Regions from separate parts of the Sus scrofa genome. Here all the other regions are linked to region 2. A link is a contact called in public Hi-C and HiChIP or PLAC-seq data. All regions are on one chromosome and are shown on one strand. Each heading gives the region's core, a stretch centred on a gene start, on an enhancer-like site or on the middle of the called end of the contact. The rest is flanking DNA. Distances are from core to core; before and after follow the strand shown.

What was found. Hi-C and Micro-C count contacts between places; a contact is called where the count stands out from the background. HiChIP or PLAC-seq counts read pairs in DNA pulled down with a chosen protein or histone mark.
Region 1: a Hi-C map of liver shows a contact between it and region 2, with 4 times the contacts expected there. The contact joins the promoter of GAPDH here to the promoter of MLF2 in region 2. A contact is called at or near these places in 1 of 47 Hi-C or Micro-C datasets (liver) and 1 of 2 datasets of contacts at active chromatin or transcription factors (alveolar macrophages).
Region 3: an H3K27ac HiChIP or PLAC-seq map of alveolar macrophages shows a contact between it and region 2. The contact joins the promoter of IFFO1 here to the promoter of MLF2 in region 2. A contact is called at or near these places in 2 of 47 Hi-C or Micro-C datasets (heart right ventricle and skeletal muscle) and 2 of 2 datasets of contacts at active chromatin or transcription factors (alveolar macrophages and skeletal muscle).

Annotation. Positions count from the first base shown.
Region 1 is chr5:64,132,508-64,136,165 of Sscrofa11.1, reverse strand. It overlaps GAPDH (glyceraldehyde-3-phosphate dehydrogenase), which reads left to right and starts at 2,146. Exons shown (of 12, transcript NM_001206359.1): 1 at 2,146-2,227; 2 at 2,501-2,541. The coding sequence starts at 2,519. It overlaps LOC110260753 (a long non-coding RNA gene), which reads right to left and starts at 1,285. Exons shown (of 3, transcript XR_002344125.1): 1 at 959-1,285.
Region 2 is chr5:63,950,320-63,953,845 of Sscrofa11.1, reverse strand. It overlaps MLF2 (myeloid leukemia factor 2), which reads right to left and starts at 2,186. Exons shown (of 9, transcript XM_003481695.4): 1 at 1,971-2,186; 2 at 1,314-1,391; 3 at 964-1,090; 4 at 717-752. The coding sequence starts at 1,363.
Region 3 is chr5:64,113,586-64,117,212 of Sscrofa11.1, reverse strand. IFFO1 (intermediate filament family orphan 1) reads right to left here and starts at 1,518. Exons shown (of 10, transcript XM_021092432.1): 1 at 274-1,518. The coding sequence starts at 1,046. It overlaps NOP2 (NOP2 nucleolar protein), which reads right to left. Exons shown (of 16, transcript NM_001244246.1): 15 at 3,607-3,627; 16 at 1,631-2,421. The coding sequence ends at 1,742.

The DNA.
Region 1 (3,658 bases), core at 897-3,396, 180 kb before region 2:
GTTGCTAAATATCCTACAATGCACAGGACGGGTCTGATGCAAAGAGTCATCAATGCAAAATGTCAGGAGTGCTGAAGTTGAGAAACCCTCCTCCCCAGGGGCTGGCTGCTCTGTCCTGCCCACCCTGGCTTGTGCCCCTAATTCCAGCTCTAGACAGTGTAGAGACCATCCCCCAGGGATTTGGCACCACGTTTACAGGGTCTGCAGGATGTCAGCCCCTCAGCTGCAGGCCCTGTTCACCCCCTCCTGCCCCCCAAGATTTCTCTGCTGAGTCACCTGAAGCGGAGGCAGTGAGGCTGCTGTCATGACAACACTGGTGTCTTTGCTGTCATGACAACAGCAGACTGCGTCAGTCATGCTCCCTGGGCACTGAGCTCCCTCTTTTTTCAGCAAAGGACAGTAATGAACAATGACAAGCATGCAGCAAAGGGGAACATGCTTCGGGGAGCAGAGGAGGGTGGAGGGGCTCCTAAGGCCCTTGCCAGGGAGAGTATATGATCCTGGTGCTCCACTTCCCCAGCAGATTCCTCAGTGCCCAGCATCCCGCCTCCCTCACCGTTAAGTGCCCTCAGTCCCTGCTCTTGCCGCTCTTGAAAAGCCTGGGCACCGACTGTGCACATGGCTGCCAGCAACAGCCAGCCTTGGATCTGGGGCCCCAAGGAAGGAGGGCAGTCCCAGAAAGGGAAGGGACAGGACAGGCTTGAGTCGGGGTGCGGGGCAGCGTGCTCTCTGCCTTTTAAGCAAAGGTTATCATCCTGCGGGCTAAACTTAGCCACAGGCTTTTCAGCTGGAAAAGGGGGCTGGTCTCAGGTTACGCTGGGCCAGCAAAGAGGCCCCAATTCCTTCCACCAGCACCTGCTAATGGGCAACGTCCATTCCACCCTCCCCCCACCTTCCCTGAACCTTCAACACTTCAAGTCCTCAGAACCAACCCATCTTTCATCCTCTGCTCACAAACCTGGCCCAGCCCCAGCTTCTGAGGGACTGGTCTTGGAGAAGAATGGATTTCCTCCTCCACATCACGTCTGGGAAGGGGCTAGGGGCCCTTGTCCCCACCCTGTGTCCAAGACCTCCCAATCTTTTCCCTCTTATGGACACCTCACCCTGCCCCCAACATCCCCTGGGCGCAGCCAGTGAAAGGGAGGCCCTGACTGCAGGGCTGGCCTGCACGTCCCAGGATGGGGAGGGACTTCCGCTCTCACGTCCTGCTCTGCCCAGGGCTGGATGGGGTGAAAGGGACATTGTCTCCCAGCCCGGGCCGCTCAGCCCTCAAATTTCCCAGGAGCAACTTTGTGGGAGACCTCTGAGCCTCTACCTGGCCAGCCCCCCAAAGCGATCCTGTCCCCTCGCTGAGGCCCCAGCCAGCCAGGGCCTGGGGGAGAGCAGCTGGTGCACACAGGTCCTGGTTTGTCTGCTCGATTCTCAGATGTCCAGGCTGCCTGTCCTGCAGGGCATCGTGACCTTCAGTGCAGAAACTTCCCTCTCAGGCCTCCTTCCGAGCCTCCTTCCTCTCCAGGCCTCCCACTGGCCAGGGCCAGCCGCGGTCCCCAGCCCGGGGAGGCCAGGAGCCAAGAGAAGGGGAGGGGGGAAAGGGGAAGGGGGCTGGAGAGGGCCTTGCTGGAGGCCCCTCCCGGGCCTTTTCCTCTGTAGTTCCTGGGTCACTACCGAAGAGCCTCGAGAAGTTCCTCAATCTTCCCGCTTCTCAGCTTTTGAAGGGGGGGGGGTAGGGGAGACTGCAGCCGCGAGCTGCGAGCCGCGCCCCCAACCCCGGGTTCCGCTCCAATTTCCCATCCCACTGGCTCCCCATATCCTCCCGTTACATCCCTGCAGCAACTTTAACGTCCCTGGCTCCTTGGGTGTCCTCAGTTTTCGCCAGGGCCCCCTCCTCCTAGTCCACTGCCCCCTGCAGTACAACCCCAACCGGGCCAGGCAGCATCACCGGTCCCCTCCCCCTCTCCGTCCTCAGCCCACTTGTGTGGCGCGTGCACATTGGCAGAACCAGGCGGGTCCAAAGGAAAAAAAAAGAAGAAGTGGGGGTCGGCTACTCGCGACTTTACGGGCGCACGTAGCTCAGGCCTCCGCTGCTGGAGCTAGGACTGGGCGAGGCGAGCCCACGTCACCCCGCCCCCGCCCCGCCCCCTGCCCTATAAATTCCGGCTGCAGCCTTCCCCTGCGCTCTCTGCTCCTCCCCGTTCGACAGACAGCCGTGTGTTCCGTGCATTGCCAGGTAAAGCCTGGCGGAGTGGAGCCACAAGGGTTCGAGGACTGGTCCGAAAGGGACCGGGGGCCGTGCGCGGTCTGGGAGTGTGGGTGCGGGGCCCCGGCTGGAGCCGGAGTTGTGGCTGCGCCGGGCCGGGCCCCTGCATTGCGGGTTGAGGGGGAGGAAGGACGTGCAGAAGAGCAGAGCGAGGATGGAGGCCTGGGGGAGGGGCGGGGAGGGCACCGTCGGGCTCCAGCCGCTTTGCCCCGCGATCTAATGTTCTCTTTCCTCTGCCGGCAGCCGCGTCCCTGAGACACGATGGTGAAGGTCGGAGTGAACGGGTGAGTTAGGGGGTGGGGCAGGGTGGGGCAGTAAGTACTGCAGCCCCCACCAAATTGCGTCCGCAGGTCTCGCCCTACCGGGTCTGTGCAAGCATGTGGGGGACTTGGATGGGGTGGTCGTACCCCACCCCCAAGGAGAACTCAAGGTCAGCGCTCGGACCTGGAGGAGGCCCTCGCAAGGCCTCGTGTCCCCCATCCCTGGCTGTTGCGCGTTCTGTAACTCCGCCTCTGCGGAGCCTTCCTCTTCACCTGCCGCAGATACACAGCCCTGGAGTCTCCAATTCTTGCTTTGGCCCCATCCCCTAATCCCCCAGCTGGGGCTCTTTCTTTCCTTTCGCGCCCTGCGGGGTCACGTGAAGGGGAGGAGCCCATCCCCCCAGCCGCAACCAGTGCCCCCAGCCGGGCAGCCCCGGGATGCAGGAGGCACAGCTGCTGTGCAGAACCAGCTGGGAGGGGGCATCTGCGGTAACCTAGCCGCCATGTTGCAACTAGGAAGGAAATGAATGAACCGCCGTTAGGAAATCTTCCTGAGTCCTTCAATCTTTCTCCTTACTTGCCCATGACTAAGCCTTCTACCCCTGCCTCGTGGGGTGGAGTCTCCTTTATCCGGTAACCCAGGTCCGGCCACGCTTTCCCCTTCTTAGTCAGCTGGACCTCAGCTCTTAGCAAACTAACCCTAGAGCATCCCTTCAAGCCCCAGCCAGATTCCCCCCCCCGGGGATGAGGGGATGCTTTTTCTGGATGGTTCTCTGATGAATCAAAAACGGGGCTTTATGGGGGTGGTCTTGGGTTGTTTCCGGGTTGTTTCCCTTCTCTTTCTCCGGAGAGGTGTGGTAGCGTTGGCTTGGTGCCATGCCGGGGGAGCTGAGTCATGGGTACTTAGAAATTTTCCACAAAATGGCTCCCGGAGCCGGCGGAGCCGCAGCCCCTGTCTCTGCATCAGTGCTCCTTGAAGCTGCTTCCTTCCATCCATGCCTAGGGTTGACCCCACCCTAAAGGCCAAGCTGTAAAGGTCACCAGGAGGATTAGATGTCCGTGAGCCTCGGGAATCCTGCCCTTCTCCCCATCCCCTCTTCCAGAAACCAGATCCCCACTCCACCCTAAGCTGGGGTTAAAT
Region 2 (3,526 bases), core at 937-3,436:
TGGTTGGCCTTTATTTTTTTAATTTTAACTTAAAATTTTGATTTTATTTAATTTTACTTTTTTGTTTTTTGTCTTTTTAGGGCCGCTCTCATGGCATATGGAGGTTCCCAGGCTAGGGGTCCAATCCGAACTACAGCTGCTGGCCTAGGCCAGAGCCACAGCAACACAGGATCCGAGCCACATCTGTGACCTACACCACAGCTCACAACAACAGATCCTTAACCCACTGAGCGAGGCCAGGGATCGAACCCACAACCTTATTGTTCCTAGTCAGATTCATTTCCACTGTACCACAATCGGAACCCCATCCAGTTGGCCCTTCTACAACACCTCTCTTCTCAAAAGAACACAAACTTTTTTTTTTTTTGGCCTCACCCACAACATGCAGAAGTTCCCAGGCCAGGGATCGAACCCTGGCCATGGCAGTGACACTGCCGGATCCTTAACCCACTGAGCCACCAGGGAACTCCTCAAAAGAACACACTTTGCCAGGCAATTACATCTTCCTAATGGGCACAGCGTTGAGGACAGGAGCCAGTGAGTTGGCATCTTGAACTCACAGGACTCATAGCACACAGCGGGCCCAGGGCTTGTGAACACTATGGGAGGATTCTAGGGTTACTACCCACAAGGCTATTCCAGAGGCACATTTGGAAATAATACCTAAGGGTATAGAGCATGTACGAGAAGGATATTAAGAGAGGAGGAGGACTCACCATTCCCAGCATCCCAAAGGGAGAGACGGCCCCAGGCTACAGGAACACATAAGGAACAAGAATGAGAGACCACTTCCTAGCTCATTACTGTCCCAAACCAAGCCCTCAACAGGGGATCACAAAACCTGTTTTCCAGACCCCTCTGCCCACTTGCTAAGCCGGCCATTGTGCAAGAAAAATCAAGCACTTTGATACAACCACCCTCCAACCTTTCTTCTGGTCTCAGGTCTGTTGCACCACCATTTACCTGCATCCTGCGGCTGGCAGGCCTGGTCCCTGGCATGCTGCCATCTGTGATGCTGAGGAAGGGGCTGTATCCAAAGCCACCCGACAACATCCGGTTCATGTGCTGACGGTGAATGGCAAAGGGGTCCCTGTGCATGGGGTGTATACCGTGTGGGCTTAGAAAGGCCAGCAGTCAACGCCTCCCCGCCCCCGCCAAGAAAACAGCCTTAGGGAACCAGGAGCACAGACTTCCCCTCAAAGTCTGAGCTGGGGCTGAGCAGCAACGGGAGGCCCTGAGTCCATCTGAACTACTCGGAGACCTGATGTGGAGCGGATGCGTGCTCTAGCGCGTGAGGGGGCGGGGATACTCACATCAAGAACATGGGGTCCTCAGGCTCCACGTCCCTCATGAAGCGGAACATCCTGATTTTAGCTCCAGGGGGCTCCACACTGTGAAGATGTGGAGGCTCAGATTTTGGAGGCGGCCAGGCTTTTTTGCACATCCGCTCAGGGCAGGGACTCGCAGAGCACTGTCCCTTCCAAATACTGTAACTGACCTCCCCCCGCCCCCAACTCCACTTGAGACCCTTCTCCAGGTGTTCAACATCACCCTCTAGGGAGAGAAGAGCTTTTCGAACCTCTCTCTGAAAAAGGACCATGGAAAAATTTTCCAAGCCTGTTTTCTGCCTCCCCCACTCATAGTCATCCTCTTCCCAAAGCCCTGGCCAGAAGCATACTCCCCCTCCCCGACGCCACCGTGCCGGAGGCGAATCCCAAGTGCCGGCCCAATAATGACCCCAACCACCCCGCCCCCTCCTCACACCCGGCCGCCGCCAGGCCTCCCCCGGACGGGCCTCACCGTCCTCGCCACGCCTGTCGGCGGCTTCCCCGGCCCCTGCCTCCCCGCCGGGCGAGTAGGAGAGGCGGGCCTGACCCGCTTCCCTCCCCGCATCCCAAGCTCCCGGACCCTCTGCAGCTCAGCGGGCCGTTCCCGCCCCGGACCGGCTGCCCGCTCCGCTCGCGCCTCACCGGTCCCCGATCCGGGCTCAGCGGCCCATCCGGCCGGTCTTGCCTCTCGGGGCGCGGCAGGATCGGGGCTTGCGGCCCGGGACGCGGGATTGGTCCAGGCGTGAGTCCTCGGCCTCCGCGCCGCCTCCTCGCTCAGCTGCCACCTCCTTGCCCCCCCTCGGCCCAAGGATCCCGAACCGCGGCCAGGCCCGGACGGAAGTGACGTCACGATGGGACAGCCCATCCCGGGGCCGAGCCCGCGGAGCTCCGCCCATCAGCGGGCGTGGGCGCCGACGAGGCCGGCTCCCTGGCCGCGGAGTCCTTCTGGGACGAGGGGAGGGGAGACCTCGTTAGTAACCTGGATTTGGGTCCTGTGGACCGGAGGAGGCTCCCTGTTAGTATGTGGAAGAGGAGCAGGGCAGTCCATCCCCCGGGAGGGGAGGAAGAGGACGGGGGCAGATTCCCAGGGGATAGGATGGGCTCCCCGACGAGGTGGGGCGGATCCCCGGGGGAGCATTAAGCAGATTTCTACCGGGGAAGCGATCAACCCGAGAGGGCGGAAGGGCGGCAATTCTGCGGGGGAGGCGCTAGGGCCAGTCGCCCGCAGGAGGAGGTGCGATCCAGGCAGGGGCGGGGTCCCCGGAGTGACGTAGGAGAGGAGGTGACGGTTCCGCCCAGGTTGTCTTCTGGCTTCGAGAACTCAGTTAGGGCAAAGAGATTCCAGTTTGAGGGGCTGGCCGCCAGATGGCGCTCTTCGGCCAGACTGGAACTGCAGCCCATTGGGAACTAGCATTTGAGAGACTCCCGGACCCCACCTCAGTTACCCTGCTGTGAGGGGTCAGACTGGGGAGAGGTCCTAGTTCTGACATCTTTTCGTTTAATGCTACTCTCCCCTTCCTTTTCTCTGACTCCTGTGTCCTCAAGAGCTCCCAGTCCACACTGATCTTTCTTGCCTCTAGTCAGGAAGGTAGGTAGGTCAAGGGTCTAATGTTTTGGAGAGGAGGTGGAGAGCTCCATTAACCCAGATCACCCAGGGGCGGGGTTGGAAAACAGGTCAGGAGACCGACTCTAAGGCCAAAGACTGACACTTTGACACACTAAATGCCTTGCATAAAATCTGGCCCAGCTGGAGAGAAGGGCCCTCCCCCTGGGTGTCAGGATTTGGACTGTCCAGGGTGGACTTTAGACCAGGCTCATCCAAATTCCAGATCTTTTGGTTCTTTACACTGACTGCTGGCTCTGTTCGTGCTTCACAGGGCCTGACAGTGAGAGAGACTTGTTCCCAACCCCAACGCTTCCTTGGGGAAGAGGGGGAAGGTCCCTGGTCACTCAGGAAGAGATAGTGGGAGTGGGGTTTCTCAGGTTTCTTTGGACTTGATCGTTATTAAAGAGGGAAAAAAAGCAGTAACGGAGACATAGGGGGAACGGAGACAGAGAACCTAGAAGCTGGCAAAGCCAAAGAGAAAGACAGAATAAAAGAAAATGTGTTTTCCATTGATATTTCTGGGGAAGAGACTTAGCAGAATCTTTTATCTTCCAGATGCCCTATCTCTGGACATTCTGCCACACGAGTGCCC
Region 3 (3,627 bases), core at 269-2,768, 160 kb before region 2:
GAAGAAGAACATGAGTTCCCCCGCAGTATCCACTCCTAGACTCCTTCCTGTCACGGGTCTGACTTCTGCATTCGCTGTGGATTCTAGTCTCAGAGTATCCAATTCCGTCGTCTTACGGACTTCCAAGCTCCTCCTTGCACAGCAGGAACTTTTTTACTCTTATTGACTCCTCCCTGATTCTTGGGCCCCATCGGCTCCCGGAGGCACAGCTAGCCCCGGCCGGCCCGAGTGTGGCCTGACGGTGTGCGCCGTCCCCACCTTCCCGGTCCCTACCTCCGCTTGTACTCGTCCCGCTCCCGCTTCACTTTGGCCAGCACGTTGTAGAGCGCGCGGATCTCGGGGGTGATGGTGTCGATCTGGACGCCCACCCCGTCGGGGTGCACCCACGACAGGCCAGGCCCTTGCACCAGCGTGGGCTCCAGTCCCGGCCCGAGCCGGCGGGCGTGAGAGAAGGACCAGATGGTGCCGGGCATGAAGCGGGCCGACGAGGAGTAGGCGGTGGAGGCGGAGGTGGAGGGCGCTGGGTGGCAGGCCGCGGAGGGCGCGAGGGGGCCGGCCGGAGAGCGCGCGGGCGACCCCAGCACCCGCGCCGACGGGGTGCAGACTGCGGCCGGCCGGGAGCCCAGGGGCAGCCCCAGGGGCCGGACGGGGCTGATGAAACCGGTCTGCACGGCCTGGTCGCGGCGAGCCAGGCCCCGCCGGCCCTGCTTACCCTCCTCCAGCGCCTGCTGCAGCTGCTTCTCCAGCAGCCGGTTGCGGCGCTCCAACTCGTGCACCTTGGCCAGGAAGCAGCGGAAGCGGAGGTTCAGGGTCTTGAGCACGTTGATGTTGGAGCCCAAGTCGTTGCGGAGCGCCATGGCGGCGGGGGGCGCCGGGCCCGGCCCGGGGGGCGAATAGGGAGCCGGGCCGGCCGGGGCTAGCGGCGCCGGAGGCAAGTCCCCGCCTCCGGCCAAGTGGTCACCTCCCAGGGGGTCCCCCAGCGGCCCGGCCAGGCCCTGCTGCTCCTGCTGGAGGAGGAAGAGATTGGGGCCGAATAACGGATTCATGGCTGCGCCTTCTGCTGGGAGATGGAGACTAGTGCAGGAACAGGGATGGAGGGTGAGGGAGAAGAGCCAATGAGGCGCCAGGGGGACGTGTGGCAGCCAATCAGACAGCTCGACCGAGGGGGCAGAGGTCAGCGGAGAGGAGGAGGGCAGGAAGAAAGCCAATGAAAGGCTCGCTGAGAAGCTGGCACCTGGACCGACCTTTCCGGGTCTGAGGCTGAGCCCTGGTCTGAGCGGACCGCTTGCTTGTGCCCGGAATCCAGCCAGGATGGCAGAGTGTCATCAAACCCAGATCCTCCACTACTCCATGGTTGTAGTAGCGCGAAATCCATCTTCCCTACACCCCTATTGCCCTCCTCGCTCCAGTCTGAACACCCGGGCTCTGCCTCGCCTTCTCCTGGGTCCCTGGGGAAGTCAAAGGATCCCAGGTGCCTGGAATTGACTTGATTTCTCAGTATACCACACGATCCCCTCTTTAGAGGATCCCTATCCCACCCTCCCACCCCTACCCTTAAAGCAGCAAAGCCAACATCCAGTACCCTCAAAAAACAAACAAACAAAAAAAAAACCAGCAAAAAAACCACAATGGCAAGATTGCAAATTGTGTATTAAATTTCACATCCACGGTGGGAAAGCCATCCTCACGGAGGTAAGAGCTCCAACCTAGTAACAATGGCAATGAACCACCCCAGTCTAGTTCAACCATCCACTGAAGACGGCAGTGGTTGGCTGCTGCCTCTGGACTGCGATTTTCTCCTCTTCGCTGGTGGGGGCCTGCTAGAACTGCGAGGGGACATGGTGGGAGTCTTAGGTCCCTTGGGGGTGCCATTCTGTTTCTGGAAGGCAGTTTTCTTGAAAGATTGCTCTGGTAACTGCTGCTTTACCTTCTCAGCCCCTGTGGTGGTGTTTCCAAGGGGCTGATTGCAGTCCTCAGGCTTGAAAGCATCCTGGGTCTTGGAGAGGGATGGCACAGGAGGGATTTCTGGGTCCATGCCCTTGGGAGGAACACACTGCTTTGGGAAGGCAACTTTCTTGGAGGACTGCAGTTTGGGTGACTGTTTTAGTCTCCCAGCCACCTTTGGTTCCCTGACCACTACTGCTTTCTCAGCTGGCTGCTTGCTATCCTGGAGCTTGGAGGAAGGTTGGACCTTTGTGACAGAAGACACAGTGGACAATTCTGAGCCTGTCCCTTTGGAGACGCCATTCTGCTTTTGGAAAGAAGCCTTCTTGGGAAGTTGCCGTTTCTGCAGCCGCTGCTTTGCTTGCACAGCCACTCTGGCCTTCTTGGCAGGCTGGCTGCTGCGCTCAGGCTTGGGAGTCACCTCCCCTTTCGGGCTGGGCAAGTCTGGGTTTGTAGGGGTTGATGTTGCAGAATTTCCTGGGGTTAAAATTAAATAGAATGGTTTCAGAAAACAGGCCTCATCACTGAGCCTTGATCATCAGTGGTGGAGATAAGCAGAGGAAGTACAATAAGGAAACTGCCCGGGTACTATCTCTTGGCCAAGTGTTCCGCACAATTGGGAGGTATCTAAAAGTAGATTACTTAAGATTCAGATTACTTAACCTCACCTATACTCAAGTCGAATTTGAACCCGATATTAAAGAGAAGGGATCACTACCCATCCTTGGTCCAAAAGGTTTTTAGAGGAGGCTGTACCCCCTTGAGGCCAGCAGGTAACGAGACACTCTAAGGAGAGGTGAATCCTGAATAAACCTCAAGCATTGGGTGGGCCTTTCTTTTAATCAGGAAAGATTTTTGATGGAAATGCAAAAATCTTTTGGAAATGCAGATTTTGATGAGCTGCACACAGAGCAACTAGAAACAAGCTAGTCTTCATAAATGAAGACTGACATATATTAAACAGGTATTTAAATACAGATTTTTAAAGATAGAGCAAAAAAATTACAGGAAATTTTGCTACTTCTCAAAGAGATTTTTGTTCTGTTAATGTTCAGATGTGACTTCTGTTAGGAGGCACTGTTTATTAAAAGAAATCAACTCAGTAAGTCATGAAGTTTGTATCCAGAGAAGGCAGGCTTGCCTCTCTCTTTTCCAACTAAACCCAGGGTGACATCCCAGCAGGCAAAGCCCTCGGGCCTGTTTCAGCAACCCCACCCCACCCCTTGAGGCCAGACTCCTCAAGATGGCTGGGAAACAGATCTCCAATTAGTATGATAGGCTCAGAGAACCGCTGATAGTTCGGAGGAGTCGTGTGCCAACCCAGTGCCGACAAGGCTGGACCAGAAGAGGTCTATTACCAGTAAGGCAGCCTCGCCAAGAAGGAAGAGAAACCACACCCGCACTGCGAATGCATTTAGTGCCAAACAACTGCAGCCACTTGGCACAATCAAGGAAAAGGCCCCACCTGCATGAACCCTTTAACATACCCGAATGGGGTCCAAGCTTGGGAACAAATGTCGCTGGGATGAAAGGGGTCCCTCACCCAAGTAAGCAAAGCGGGGATAGGGAGGCAGAGACCCGACCCTTCCCTGCAGCCACCCTAAAAAGCTTCCTGAGAGGCAGAGAAAGCAAAGGTGGCAATGAATGTTACAGAGAGCTTACCTGTTTGGGACTGGGGGATAG